Regions from separate parts of the Sus scrofa genome. Here region 2 is linked to region 1. The links are chromatin contacts, called in public HiChIP or PLAC-seq maps. All regions are on one chromosome and are shown on one strand. The core of a region is the stretch at or near the end of the contact, and the rest is flanking DNA. Distances in the headings are between cores, read along the strand shown. Region 1 overlaps LOC106505551 (a long non-coding RNA gene). Region 2 overlaps UBE2E2 (UB2E2).

Region 1 (6,007 bases), core at 2,081-4,580:
AATGCCATTTGTAGCAACATGGATGGAACTAGAGAATCTCATACTGAGTGAAATGAGCCAGAAAGACAAAGACAAATACCATATGATATCACTTATAACTGGAATCTAATATCCAGCACAAATGAACATCTCCTCAGAAAAGAAAATCATGGACTTGGAGAAGAGACTTGTGGCTGCCTGATGGGAGGGGGAGGGAGTGGGAGGGATTGGGAGCTTGGGCTTATCAGACACAACTTAGAATAGATTTACAAGGAGATCCTGCTGAATAGCATTGAGAACTATGTCTAGATACTCATGTTGCAACAGAAGAAAGGGTGGGGGAAAAATGTAATTGTAATGTATACATGTAAGGATAACCTGACCCCCTTGCTGTACAGTGGGGAAAAAAAAAAAAAAAAAAAAAAAAAGCACAAGTAAGCAGAGAGCTGGGACAATCACAGTAAATCAGGTATTTCCAACAAAAGTCCTTCCAGGGAGTTCAGAGTTACAGGCAGAATAGTGATAGAAGAGTAAACCTCTAGTTTCATTTGTGGCTCATGTGAATTATGCCAGAGAAGTTCACTTGCATAGCTGATTTAAGCCCATTCAACAAAATAGTCGTGATTGTGACAGCATTTTAAGGGTTGTGATGTATCGCCACTGGATCAAGTCATGTTCAATCTGGTTGTTATGTTAAGTAAACACTCTTAAAGTTACTGTTAACAGCTTTCACTGCTCATAAAATTAAGATTACTCTGTTAACATTTTATGACCCAGAGAGGAGGTTATCACAGGCAGAAAATGTGAAAGAAAATGAAGTGGAGCTTTGTGTGTGTGAGTGTGTGCGCGCGTGTGCGCGCGCGCGCGTGTGTCGCCCAACCAACTAGTATAGTGTTAACCGTAAAGCTCATCATGATAATCACAATTGAAAAGTACAAAGCGTCGCAGGGACGGTATTCATGTTAATCTTGGAATACGGTTCTTGACTGATAAGCCATGGGAACGTCATGGCCTTGGTGTGTGAGCACCAGGGATGAGCATATTTTATCCATTGTTATCCTCCAGCCCCCATATAGACCTGACACAGAGGAAGCCCTTGTAAATGCTTCTAGAATGGATGAAGAGTGGACCGCTAGGGGTTAGTTGCCTAAGCGGCTTTGCCAGCTCGGCAGGGAAAGAGCTAGATGGGTGTGAGCCAGGAAAGGGCACACGATAAAACTCACGAGGCAATGGAGGCAGGAACACGGGGAGACGTCGCTGAGGTTTTCTGGGACATTCTGCACGTTTGGAATCACGCATGTGGTGCTTTTCTGGGAGTCTCGCTAAAAGTGCTCCACGGGAGAGACTGATCCAGGAAAAGGCATGTCAGAACCACAAGGATGAAGGAAAAATTTGAGTCACAGCTGTGTTCATGGTAAGCAGAAAAACACATTTATTTTTAGACTGCAAAAGGAACCTAGGAAGAATTGAATAAATACACCTCTACTGAAAACACTGACAAGATGCTCTTCATTTATGAAGAAAATATTTAATACCGAGCCTTCGAATGGGAATGAAAATGAAGATAATAGCTGGATTTGCAGTATTTATGCTAATGTTTCTCATTGTTAAACATAAAATGACATTTGGACCACAGCATTTCATGTAAGATGCTAGTGATGAAAGTGTAATGAGAGAGCCAAGATGAGAAGACGAATTGAGCATCTTTTCTGCCAGGACTTAGAAGAAAAGCTTTGCAGGTATGATCCCCTCCCACCCTCACAGCATGTTATTCACCTTTAGAAGGGCTCACAGTGCCGCAGAGAGAATGTGCAAGAAAGATTTTCATTTTCTCCTTATGATAATTCCATAAATAAAATGTAAATACATGCTTATTATGTTTCAAACTCCAAAGAATTTATCTTTCAGGCTTGTCACTTGCCATAATCTCTCTTCCATTACCAAGCTGATAAATAGCTTTCCAGTTCTTTTTATATGCATAAGTCTATTTATTTAACCTTTTATTTTTATTATTTATTTATTTATTTACTTATTTTTGGCCATGCCCATGGCATGCAGAAGTTCCCAGGCCAGGGATTGAACTCATGCCACAGCAGTGACAACACTGGATCCTTAACCTGCTGAGCCACTAGAGAACACCTATATTTAACTTTTTAAATATAAAGATAATTATTGAGGAGATAATTAGTTGGAACATAAATATGAAATGATTTCATTTTAAAAAATGACTATATTTTTTATATTTAATTTTATTGGACTATAGCTGACTTACAATGCTATATTCGTTTCAGGTGTACAGCGAAGTGAATCAGTCATACACTGAATATATCCATTCTTTTTTTCCTATATAGATTATTACAAACCATTGAGTAGATTTTCCTGTGACTGTGATATTTGAAACTTCCATTTTTGATTAGGTGCTGAGTCGGTTCCTTAATACCCCAGCGCCTTTCCATAACTTTCTTGTGATCTTCAGTTAGAAGGTTTCATTTCAATATTGATGATTATGTTTATTTGAATACGTCAATCTCAAATGCAGTTGAGAGAAGGTCTCCTCCCCAACTCTAGTGAAGCCCAGATCTATGTGTGACTCCAGCTGCTGGGTTTGCATGGGCATGGGCATGGGGAACTGACTCATAACCTTCCTTCCTAGGCGGGATCTGCTGTTTCTAGCCTTTCTGAGCTCAGTGGTGGTGAAAGTCTCAATTCGCCTCTTGCAAGAGTGGCTGGCTTCCACTCAGCAGTGGGGGCTTTTGTAGCCCTTGGTCATGTTGGCGTACCTCTCCCAACCAAGGATGGTGTCCATTCTCATTCTTTGATAAGACACACCTTTGCCTCTTAAAATACCTGACTGTGACTGTTCTAAGAAAAGTTTTTCTGCCTCTACTTGGCAAAAATCATCTCTGAGGCTGGCAGACAGTGGGTTTATCTCATCTTCCATGTCTGTCTGAAATCAAGCACCTGAGGGGGCTGGGGACAGACCTGACTTTCTTTCTACCTGGTACTCCTCCCATCCCCCACTTGCCATCTCTCTCCAAGTCCCTTCTCTTTTGTAGAGAGCATGGACTTAGAGCTGCTGGCCGGTCAGACATCCAGAGAGGGAATAAAATGCCCATCTCTACTTCTTGCTGTAATACCTGTTCTTTATAAGTAATTCTTTTGGCGCTTCATTAGAGATCTCTACCTTGTTTGGGGAGGGGAAGCAACCTCTTCTCTCCCTACATTGTGGCTCAGTAGTAATGAATCCAGCAGGTTCGATTCCTGGGATCCCTGGCCTCGCTCAGTGGGTTAAGGATCCAGTATTGCCTTGAGCTGTGGTGTAGGTCATAGATCTGGCTTGGATCTGGTGTTGCTGTGGCTGTGGCCTAGGCTGGAAGTTGCAGCTCTGATTTGACCTAGCCTGGAACTTCCTTATGCCTTGGGTGCGGCCCTAAAAAGGCAAAAAAAAAAAAAAAAAAAAAAAAAAAAGGAAAGAAAAAAAAATCCAAGTTGACGTCTTTTTCAATATCCTTAGGCACTGGAACTTGCTCCCTGTGCTGGCTGTTCTCTTTCCTGCTGCCCAAGATCTCTTCTCCATCTTTCCCTGCAGTGCTGTGCCCTGGAAAGCTGATTGCCATGGACCAAGTCACCTCGGCTCCCTGGTCTTTTTGTTTCCAGTTGGTTTCGGTTAATGGGAGGCAGTGGTAGGAGACTGAAAAGTGGCAGAGAAGGAAGTGGGGATATTTTTTTGGGTCTTTTTTTAGGGCCCCACCTGTGGCATATGGAAGTTCCCAGGCTAGTGTTCAAATTGGAGCTGCAGTGCTGCCAGACTACGCTATAGCCACAGCAACTTGGGATCCAAGCCACATCAGTAACCCACAGTACTGATTGCAGCAACGCTGGATCCCTAAGCCACTGAGTGAGGCAAGGGATCAAACCAGCTTCCTCATGGATACTAGTCAGGTTCTTTACTGCTGAGCCACCTCTTAGAAGAGGTACCAGGTACTCTGGAAGTGGGGATATTTATAGCCCTGACCCTCCATCTTAGCCCGTGTTCCTCTGTGGCTGAAGCTCCCAGCCAGTGGCCCCTCCTCCTCACCTCCAGCCCCAGTTGTCCCCTCCTTCCCGCTCCTTCAGCTCAGCCCTGGAAAAGCTCCCACTCTTGCAAATGCCAAGATGCCTCTCACCCTGGACATGTCTACACATCACTCGGGGATCTTGTGAAAATATAGGTACTGACGTAGCAGGGCTGGAGTGGGACCTGAGATTTTTGCATATCTAACAAACTCTTAGGTGATGCCCATGGGTGCTGCTGGGGCACTGTTTGCTCCACCAGCCCTAAACAACAAGCGAGGGAGCCCTGACTTGGTGGAACGTGGGCTGTAGATGGAAAACCTCAGTGCCCAGTACTGAGAAGAGCTGAGGGAAGCCATCATGGACTGTGGTCATCCCATCTTTCTTTCTCAGTGAGAATTCTTTTCTTCTCATTCCTTTTTACCACTCCGAGTGATGCACACCAGAGGCGTACAGGGAGCTAGCTTATTTGCAAGGGTTTCTGGTTCTTCTCTAGAATGAGAAAGCATCGGGTAACATTTTGTTTAAAGGTTATTTTAGGTTTAAAAATACAGAACAAATGGTACAGAGATTCTACTTATGTCATCAAAGGATTTAATTAGATGTAATTTGATGCATTGCTAATGGAAACTTGAAAGCCAGATTTCCTGAAGATAACGTCCAATCTCTATAATTGCTTACTGATGTTTGAGAATTTTCTCTAAAAATCTGTTAAGGGAAAAATTGTTATATGGTTCTAGAATCAAGAAGATAGATTACAACACATATGCCATACTTTTGTACGGAGGGTGTGGTTGGCAGGTGCTCAAAGCACAAAATTTCAGGAGGCACCCATTTTCAGGTTTGTGCAAACGCCTCCTCAATTTTTACCTTAGGTGCCTCACTTGTCTCATCCTAATTTTGACTCTTCCAGTGCCCATGATAGACATTGCAAAGAGATGATACTTGTGTCGAGAAAATGCATGACGGGTGTAACATTTACCTGGATGAAAACACCATCCATGTATCTTTGGTTGATTACCTGTTGTCTCGAATAGTGTTCTCATTCGTACATTTTGTGGTTTGTCACAGTAGACCCCATATAAAGTCATGTGAGATCCTTTCTTGAAGATGGACTTGGAAAATATCTCAACAATTCTTTTTAAAAACTTCTCCCTCTCTGTATCTAACATTTCTCCTTGGGCTTTTCACACATATAATATTATTTTACCACAGAGCTTCATAGCTTGTATGTTTGTTATTTTGAGAGCTTACCTAAGGGTGAGCCTCTCCAAGCTGAGTGAATAAAAATGGACCAAAAACCCCCAAAAGAGAGCATAAAAGTCAAAACCACAAACCATATCCCTTCCCCCACATGGCTTGTCATCATGATTAAATTAGGAAAAGTGTGTTATTTTTAAAAGAGATCTCAAAGGCCAAAACCAACACTTGAAATCCTTCTATTGGAAAAGGCTATTTAGAATAGCTAGGTTTCAACTGCTTGTTTTCAGACCTACTGCATCAAAATCTGGCGCTCTAGAATACCCCCAAATGTGAGAATGCAGAGGTGCTTTACCTTGTTCAAAGCAGAAGTTTCCAATCTTCTGCCTGGGAAAGCAGATCCCTGTGCAAAACATCCTGTGTGGAGTTAATGGTACTTGTCATCCATATAGTGACTGTTTTAACCATCATGGCTGCACAACAAATTTCCCCAAAGCTTAATGGCTTAAAATAGTCATTTGTTACCTCTGAAGTTTACTGTGGGTGAGAAACTTGGTAGTGGCTCTGACTGGTGGTTTGGATTTGGGATTGCTCGTAAGCTGGGGACACAGTTGTCTGAAGGCTTGACTGGGACTAGGGGATCCATTTCCAAGGGGACTCACTCATATGTCTGGCAAGTCGGTGCTGATGTTGGCCTCTCTAGATGGCCTCTGCACAGGGCTGCTTGAGCATCCTCACGGCGTGCCTGCTGGCTTCTTCTGAGTGAGCAGTCCAA
Region 2 (6,593 bases), core at 3,140-5,639, 170 kb before region 1:
TGGAGTATGAAGAAAGATAAAGTGAATGCCAGCCTGTATGCTATAAATTTTCCACAAAATATTCATATTTTCTCCAAATTAAAAAAAGAGAGATGAAAGTGACACTGACATGTTTAGTACTAGATATTGAGTATTTTTTTTACTTCAGAAGTACCATGAATCTAAAAATAAATAAGAAGCCAGCCAAAGTCCTAATATATTAAATGTTTCTTCCCTTCAGCGGGATAAGGCTGTGAAGCTATGCTGTTGCATACCTTCACTACGAAACTGGCTCTTAAGCAGGAATGTAAGAATGAAAGCTCAGCTCATGGTCTGATTTAACAAGCTTGAAGGCATGGTGAAGGGTGTCCCACTCTGACAAGAAAAGAGTGGCTGGGAAAAGATTATCGAGAAAAACATTGGCCTAAGCCATGTGGTGGGGTTGTCATTGAATCCATCCCATTTAGATAGCAACCTCGGACTATCAGAGTTCAGGCTTGGCCTCTTCTAAAAGACAGAGACCTACACAGAGGAGCTATCACTCAGGTGTTATTAACATTTTCTCGCCACATCCACCTAAAGGAAAGGTCCACACATGGTCCATAAAAACACCATATCCCCAAGACCTGAGGTGGGGAAAATGGAGAGATAACGAAGTTGGGGCCCCTTCCTTCTTGATTCACAACATCTGAGTAAATAGATTTCTACTCTTTTTTAAATGCCTGATGTTCTATCAAAACATGCAGCTGCATTAGGAAGAACTGAAATAAACTGCATATTACTCAAGCTAGACCAGATGCCACACTAGCAACCTCTAGGGGAATAAAATGGAAATGGACAACAAGGAGAAAGTGTTTTGTGTGTGTTACCAGTGAGTGTGTGTATGTACATGTGAGCTTTAGAACTAAGTAAATAAAACTTCAAAGTAAACAACTAAATATCAAAGCAATATCTAAAGCACTGCATTAAAACACAGAATCTCAGATCAAAAAATGCAGCCATGCTATTGACCTAATTTAGTATTATTATTAAGAATTTATATGTCCTACTAATTTCAAAGGGCCTTTATTAATTGCTTTCAAAGAAATTAATATAAATTCAACAAATCACACTTTTTTTCACCTTTTACATTTATAACTAAGAACTAAAATGCTATTGATGAGTACTATACCCTTTAGGAATATAGTCTGAACTAACCTGTTTTTTGTCAAAGATTAAAACACTAAAAAGTTACTTTATATTACTAATAAAAATGCACACAGGCACATACATCTTGTTATGGAAATAAAAGGCTAACAAAAACAGTAGTCTAAATTGCCAAGTATTCAATAACAAGCTAGTATCAATATTTTACTTAGATATACAAATAGCTAAAATAATTATCCTTTTAATTAGAAATATCATAAGATCATAAATACAATCCTATTAATTTCAGTAAAGTATCTGCCATATACACTGAAAGCATGTATATACTAAAAAAAACTTTGTAATCTGAAATTTATAACAATGAAAGAAAAATTAGGGGGCCTTGACTCACACACCAACTTTATTTCTAAAAGCAGGCAAGCAGGATGACCTCCACGGCTGCCTCACAGGGTTAAGATGGGCAACGTTGCTGTCTTTTCCTGAATTAACTTTGAAAGCTGGTTTGAGAAAGTAAGTTTACTAATAAATACTCTCAAAAGCTGCCATGCTGGAGTATTTCATCCCCAGCTACTGGAAATTTATCGAACAGTAAAATAGTAAATTAAAAGAATCTAAATCTGCCAAAAATCAAGACAAAGTCCTTATAGGCGATAAAATGCAAAATGTTCAGAAGCTCCTATTTTTAAAAACAGAAAAAAGGAGAGTGTTCAGGGTTGTCAACCACTTCCCATCTAGGCCAGTATCAATTATTTGAAAATATCACCTCTCCCTACTTTAACTCTTTCTACATCTATATTTCTCAGTTCCCTTTAGTTGCCTCAGTAAATTTCTGAATTTTTGCTTTCTGCTCACACAGCATTTCATTAGTAAACCTTCACCTTTTTTTTTCAAATTGTGCTGTTTTAAAATTAAATAAAAGCAACTCCTTACATTGCCCTTCACTATCTCCCAACAAACTGTTCTTAAATAAGATGGGCTGAAGATGGCCTGGTTATGCGAAATCATAAACCACCTAGGCAGCACCAGCTTATCCTTCTCGTTACCAAATTTCTTTTAAACACGGTTTACTGACATATCATGAGGCTCAAGAAAAAAATGCCTTAAAGAAAATGAGTCCCTAAATCCCTTTAAGTCTGTATAACCACCTTGAGAATAATCTGACTACACCTTTCCAGACTGATCTCTCCCTACTGCTGTCTTCCCTGATTGCTACTTCTCCTTCAAAGCCCAGGAAAACAGAGCCTCCTACAAGTCCTCCTTGTCACCCCTCTCCCACCTCCCTCCCAGACAGGATCAAATCCCTACCCCATATCATCCCATTTCCTATGGGTTCCTTTAAAAAACACAATGTTTGGATCAGTTTTGTAAGAATTTTAGTAAGGAAAAAAAAAAAAAAAAAAAAAAAAAAAAACCTTTAACATACAAATTTAAGCCAATATATTGGATTTTAGTTAATTCTTGGTCCACATACTAGATGACATGTTTCTAGAAAAAAAAAAAAACTTTTTCACCTCTATCTACCCAGTCACTTGCACATACTAGCAGGGACCAGCTTCCTAAACACTGACTACCAAGTCTCCTCTCCCTGACACACAAACACCTATTACTTACATCACCAGAAACACACAGCAACCCAGATGTTCCCTAAACCCAGGATTCCTATCTCTGTGACTTCACGCATGCTATTCCCAATACCTGTCCTATATCTACTTCATGGATCCTGTGTGCTTTTAAAGCCCCTAATGAAAATCATCACTGCTTATTTCATGACCTTTTACCATCCTTCAAGGCCTGTCACAACCTCTGTAAAGTCTTTCCTGCATCCCTCAGTCAAAATTCCTCTCCCCCATGACTTCAAGTCATTCCTCCTTGAACACTGGTGCAGGTATTAATGAAGTAGCAGGGTCTAATCAGATGCAAAGACATTCTCCTCAACTAAAGACCTGGAGCTGGGACCAAGGTCTTCTTCATTCACTCCCACCCTCAGATATATGCCAGGAGTTGTATAAGCATTGCTCAAGTTTATTTAAGTAAATACCTAGCTGACTATTCTGTAGCATAAGAGTGTAGAATATAAATGATTGGTTCTACAATCAAAATGTGAATAAAAGAAATAGCATCTCATTAACAGTTTTAGTACCTCTAAAAATCTAGTTTATTTATTTCATGAAGAAATATTAAATTTTAAGGTTCACCTGAATTTATAAGAACACAGTATGTAGAAAACTGAATTTCAAGAGTCTTCCCAGAGCATTTATGTTGTCTCTCTCAAGGCAGTAACATATTTCCTTTTACGGTAATTCTATCCCACTAGACTAGCAGTTCCTTGAGAACAAGAACTAGATCTTCTTGAAAATATAAACCTACATTTAAATTTTAAGACTAGTATACTACTACTCCAAAAAGAGGCCAGAAGAGAGGAAAGAAGATAACTTCATGCATGACTCTAGCACCAGGATTATCAACTAAATTTTTCTTTTCCTTTCAAATTTTAAAAATATTTCTAATTTTATACACTTATAATCACAAATGACATATAATATGGCCTACTCCTTTTTATATACATCTTTTCATATTCCCAAATAGTTTGCCTATTTGTTTTTACTGGATATATAACCATCCAAAGAATTAACTTCAGGCATTTCTCTCCACATAACACTGTTTACCTTCACATTTTCACTGTTGCATGTAATAGTCTTTATTTTTAATTATTTTCCATATGCTAGAGGCCCGTATGTTAAATTAGTGAACTAAAGGTTATGAACATTTCCACTGCTACTGAGGCATAGCCAGCATGCTTTCAGTTGGAGTGGTATCTTTCTCTTAGTTTTACTTCTCTTTTATATTTAACTCTCCGCCCATGGGTAAGAAGTAAGCCATCTCTGCATGATCCCACAAAACCTATTTCAGTACCATTTACATTCAATAAATGTTTCTCATATACTCCTTACTAAAAGATAAAATGTAGAAAATACTACCCATTATTACAATCTTACTAGTCTCTTTACAGGCTATTAAACCACCATGAATACAAAAGTAAACACACTTTATAATGAAGGACAAGACAATGCCACAGATTTAGTCTGTTCTTTCTATTATGGGACCATAAGTCACATTGTTTAAGAAAATCTGTTTTTGTTGGCACACCAAATTTCAACGTCTATGGTTAAGTCACACAAATTCTTTTTTTATATACACAGCCTGCAGGGTACCAAGCTGGATAAGAGTGTGTGATTCATTTTCCTAAGTCATAAGTCCTCAGATCTCTATTACTCACAGGGTTCTATAACTGTGGCATTAAAAACTATTGAGTAATTTATTACAATCCACGCATAATTCACACTGCTATATAATAATTCACAGATACAACCATTTTTATTATAATGACACCTTGGAAGTTTTTTTGTCAGTCATCAGCTCAACAGAAAAATATTTATATACAACTTATAGATTTAAACAACCAAGATATTGCTAGTGAAAAGCAGATAGCTTTATTTTTCTTTTCCAACTTGAGTAATTGTGATTTTACTTTGTTGCAAATAAACAGTCAATTAGACCTAAAAACTTGTTACAATAAAAACATAATACATGCCCCCCCATTATAACACATTTATGTAGCATAATATAATCTGCATTTGAAAACCTATAAAAACACTTAAAACGACAGCTAAGGAAATGAATCTAAGTAGTGAGGTTAGCAGCATAGGCTTTATTTACCTCTAATGGTTGTAACTTTTACCTGTAAATATATGAGTATGGCAAACTGCTGGTAACCCTATCCTATGATTTTGAGAGTTGTTTCTCTAATGCAGAAGTAATCCAGAGAGATGATTAGAATCTAATCTTTTCTGTTTACCCACAGAACAAAGGAAGAAGATAGGAAGATGTAGGAATATCATTTACACATATAGATTTTATGGCGTAAATATGTTAATTCAAAATATAAGTTAATAATTAACTGTTTTACAAATAATTTACTATTACTATTTAAGGTAATAAATTTAAGAAACACTCCTTTAATAAAAAAATAAACATATTAAGTATACAGTTTGCATGAAGACATCAACTATTCTTCAAGTTTCCAAGACTGTGTTTTTAAAATTAAAGAGAAGTGCTTTATAACTTTCTGACAAAATTGAGAAATAGACTAACAACTTGAATGTGAAGGTATGACTTATAGCCTACTTATCACCAAAAAGCTCATAAACAGAAATAACAAGAGACTTTTAGACTATTAGACCATAAGACTAACAATTAGACCATTAAAATATAAAATGAACAGCTAACCCAGAGGAGAATGGTTCTTTATCTCTTGGGCGAGGGTTGTGGTCACCGAAATTTTGATAAAAGCTGAGGACACTCCCTTAGATTCCCACATGCACACAAACAATTTTACCTATCATTTGAGAGGGGTTCATGAACTCCTAAAGCTGAGACACAGAAGATGGATTTAAAACTCCTGCCACAGAGAACTAGAGAAGAAATTATCCATATCAAAAGCCTAGGCTAATAAAATTACTGTAATGAAAATGAAATACAACTCCAAGCTTCCTTGCAGCTGAAGCAAAGAGAAAACACAATGGACGAAATAATTCTCAATGGCTGATAGAAGGAAGCTTGCCAGATCGTAAGAAAACTTTGCTCTGAAACAAATCTTTGAAGAATATGGCATGCGAATTCTTATAAAAGTAATACTGAACACTGTAAGAGACAGTTTCATAGGAGATGCAGAAATATTTACCATATAACTGCATCTTATAAAGACCAGTGAAATATGAGGGAATAATACTAAAATATAAGACTAACTAGCTTTCTGATAATCTAGTTTGATTACAAGGTGAGAAAGATGTTATACCACCGCTCTCCAAGCTCATGCTCAAAACAGCCCAAAATATAAAATGAGAAAATTTTCACTGAGTACAGACCTAATCTCAGAATCCTCAAAGCAGTCACTTTCCATATATTGGAGTGGGCATTTGGAACCTTTACATATGACACAGTAATGTAATAGAGAATCAAGAATCAGCACAGAAGATATGCTAAGAGTATAGGAAACAGAGCCAGTCTGCATTTAAATCCTGGCTCATCTACTTAATAGCTGTGTGACTTTCCTTTTTTTTCTTTTCTTTTTTCTTTTTTTTTTCTTTTGTCTTTTTGCCTTTTCTAGGGCCACACTTGCAGCATATGGAGGTGCCCAGGCTACAGGTCTAATCCAAGCTATAGCCGCCAGCCTACTCCAGAGCTATAGCAACGCAGGATCTGAGCTGTGTCTGTGACCTACACTACAGCTCATGCATGGCAATGCCGGAACCTTAACCCACCAGCAAGGCCAGGGATGGAACCTGCAACCTCATGGTTCCTAGTTGGATTCGTTAACCACTGAGCCACGACGGGAACTCCAGCTGTGTGACTATACTGCAGCTTCTCATCTACAAGGCTATAATAACGTCTTCACTCTTAATAGAGTT

What was found. HiChIP or PLAC-seq counts read pairs in DNA pulled down with a chosen protein or histone mark.
Region 2: a contact with region 1 is called in an H3K27ac HiChIP or PLAC-seq map of alveolar macrophages. The contact joins two enhancer-like sites. A contact is called at or near these places in 1 of 47 Hi-C or Micro-C datasets (embryonic fibroblasts) and 1 of 2 datasets of contacts at active chromatin or transcription factors (alveolar macrophages).

Annotation. Positions count from the first base shown.
Region 1 is chr13:9,867,229-9,873,235 of Sscrofa11.1, reverse strand. The region is part of intron 2 of LOC106505551 (a long non-coding RNA gene); the gene reads right to left. Among named protein-coding and RNA genes, the nearest start is that of UBE2E2, 130 kb to the left of the region's middle. Within about 2 kb of position 3,330, at least 2 of the 83 cell types and tissues checked have an H3K27ac peak or open chromatin away from gene starts, as enhancers often do. A contact at or near this core is called in alveolar macrophages, where this site is marked.
Region 2 is chr13:10,039,332-10,045,924 of Sscrofa11.1, reverse strand. All of the region lies in intron 2 of UBE2E2 (UB2E2), which reads right to left. Among named protein-coding and RNA genes, the nearest start is that of UBE2E2, 39 kb to the right of the region's middle. Within about 2 kb of position 4,389, at least 1 of the 83 cell types and tissues checked has an H3K27ac peak or open chromatin away from gene starts, as enhancers often do. A contact at or near this core is called in alveolar macrophages, where this site is marked.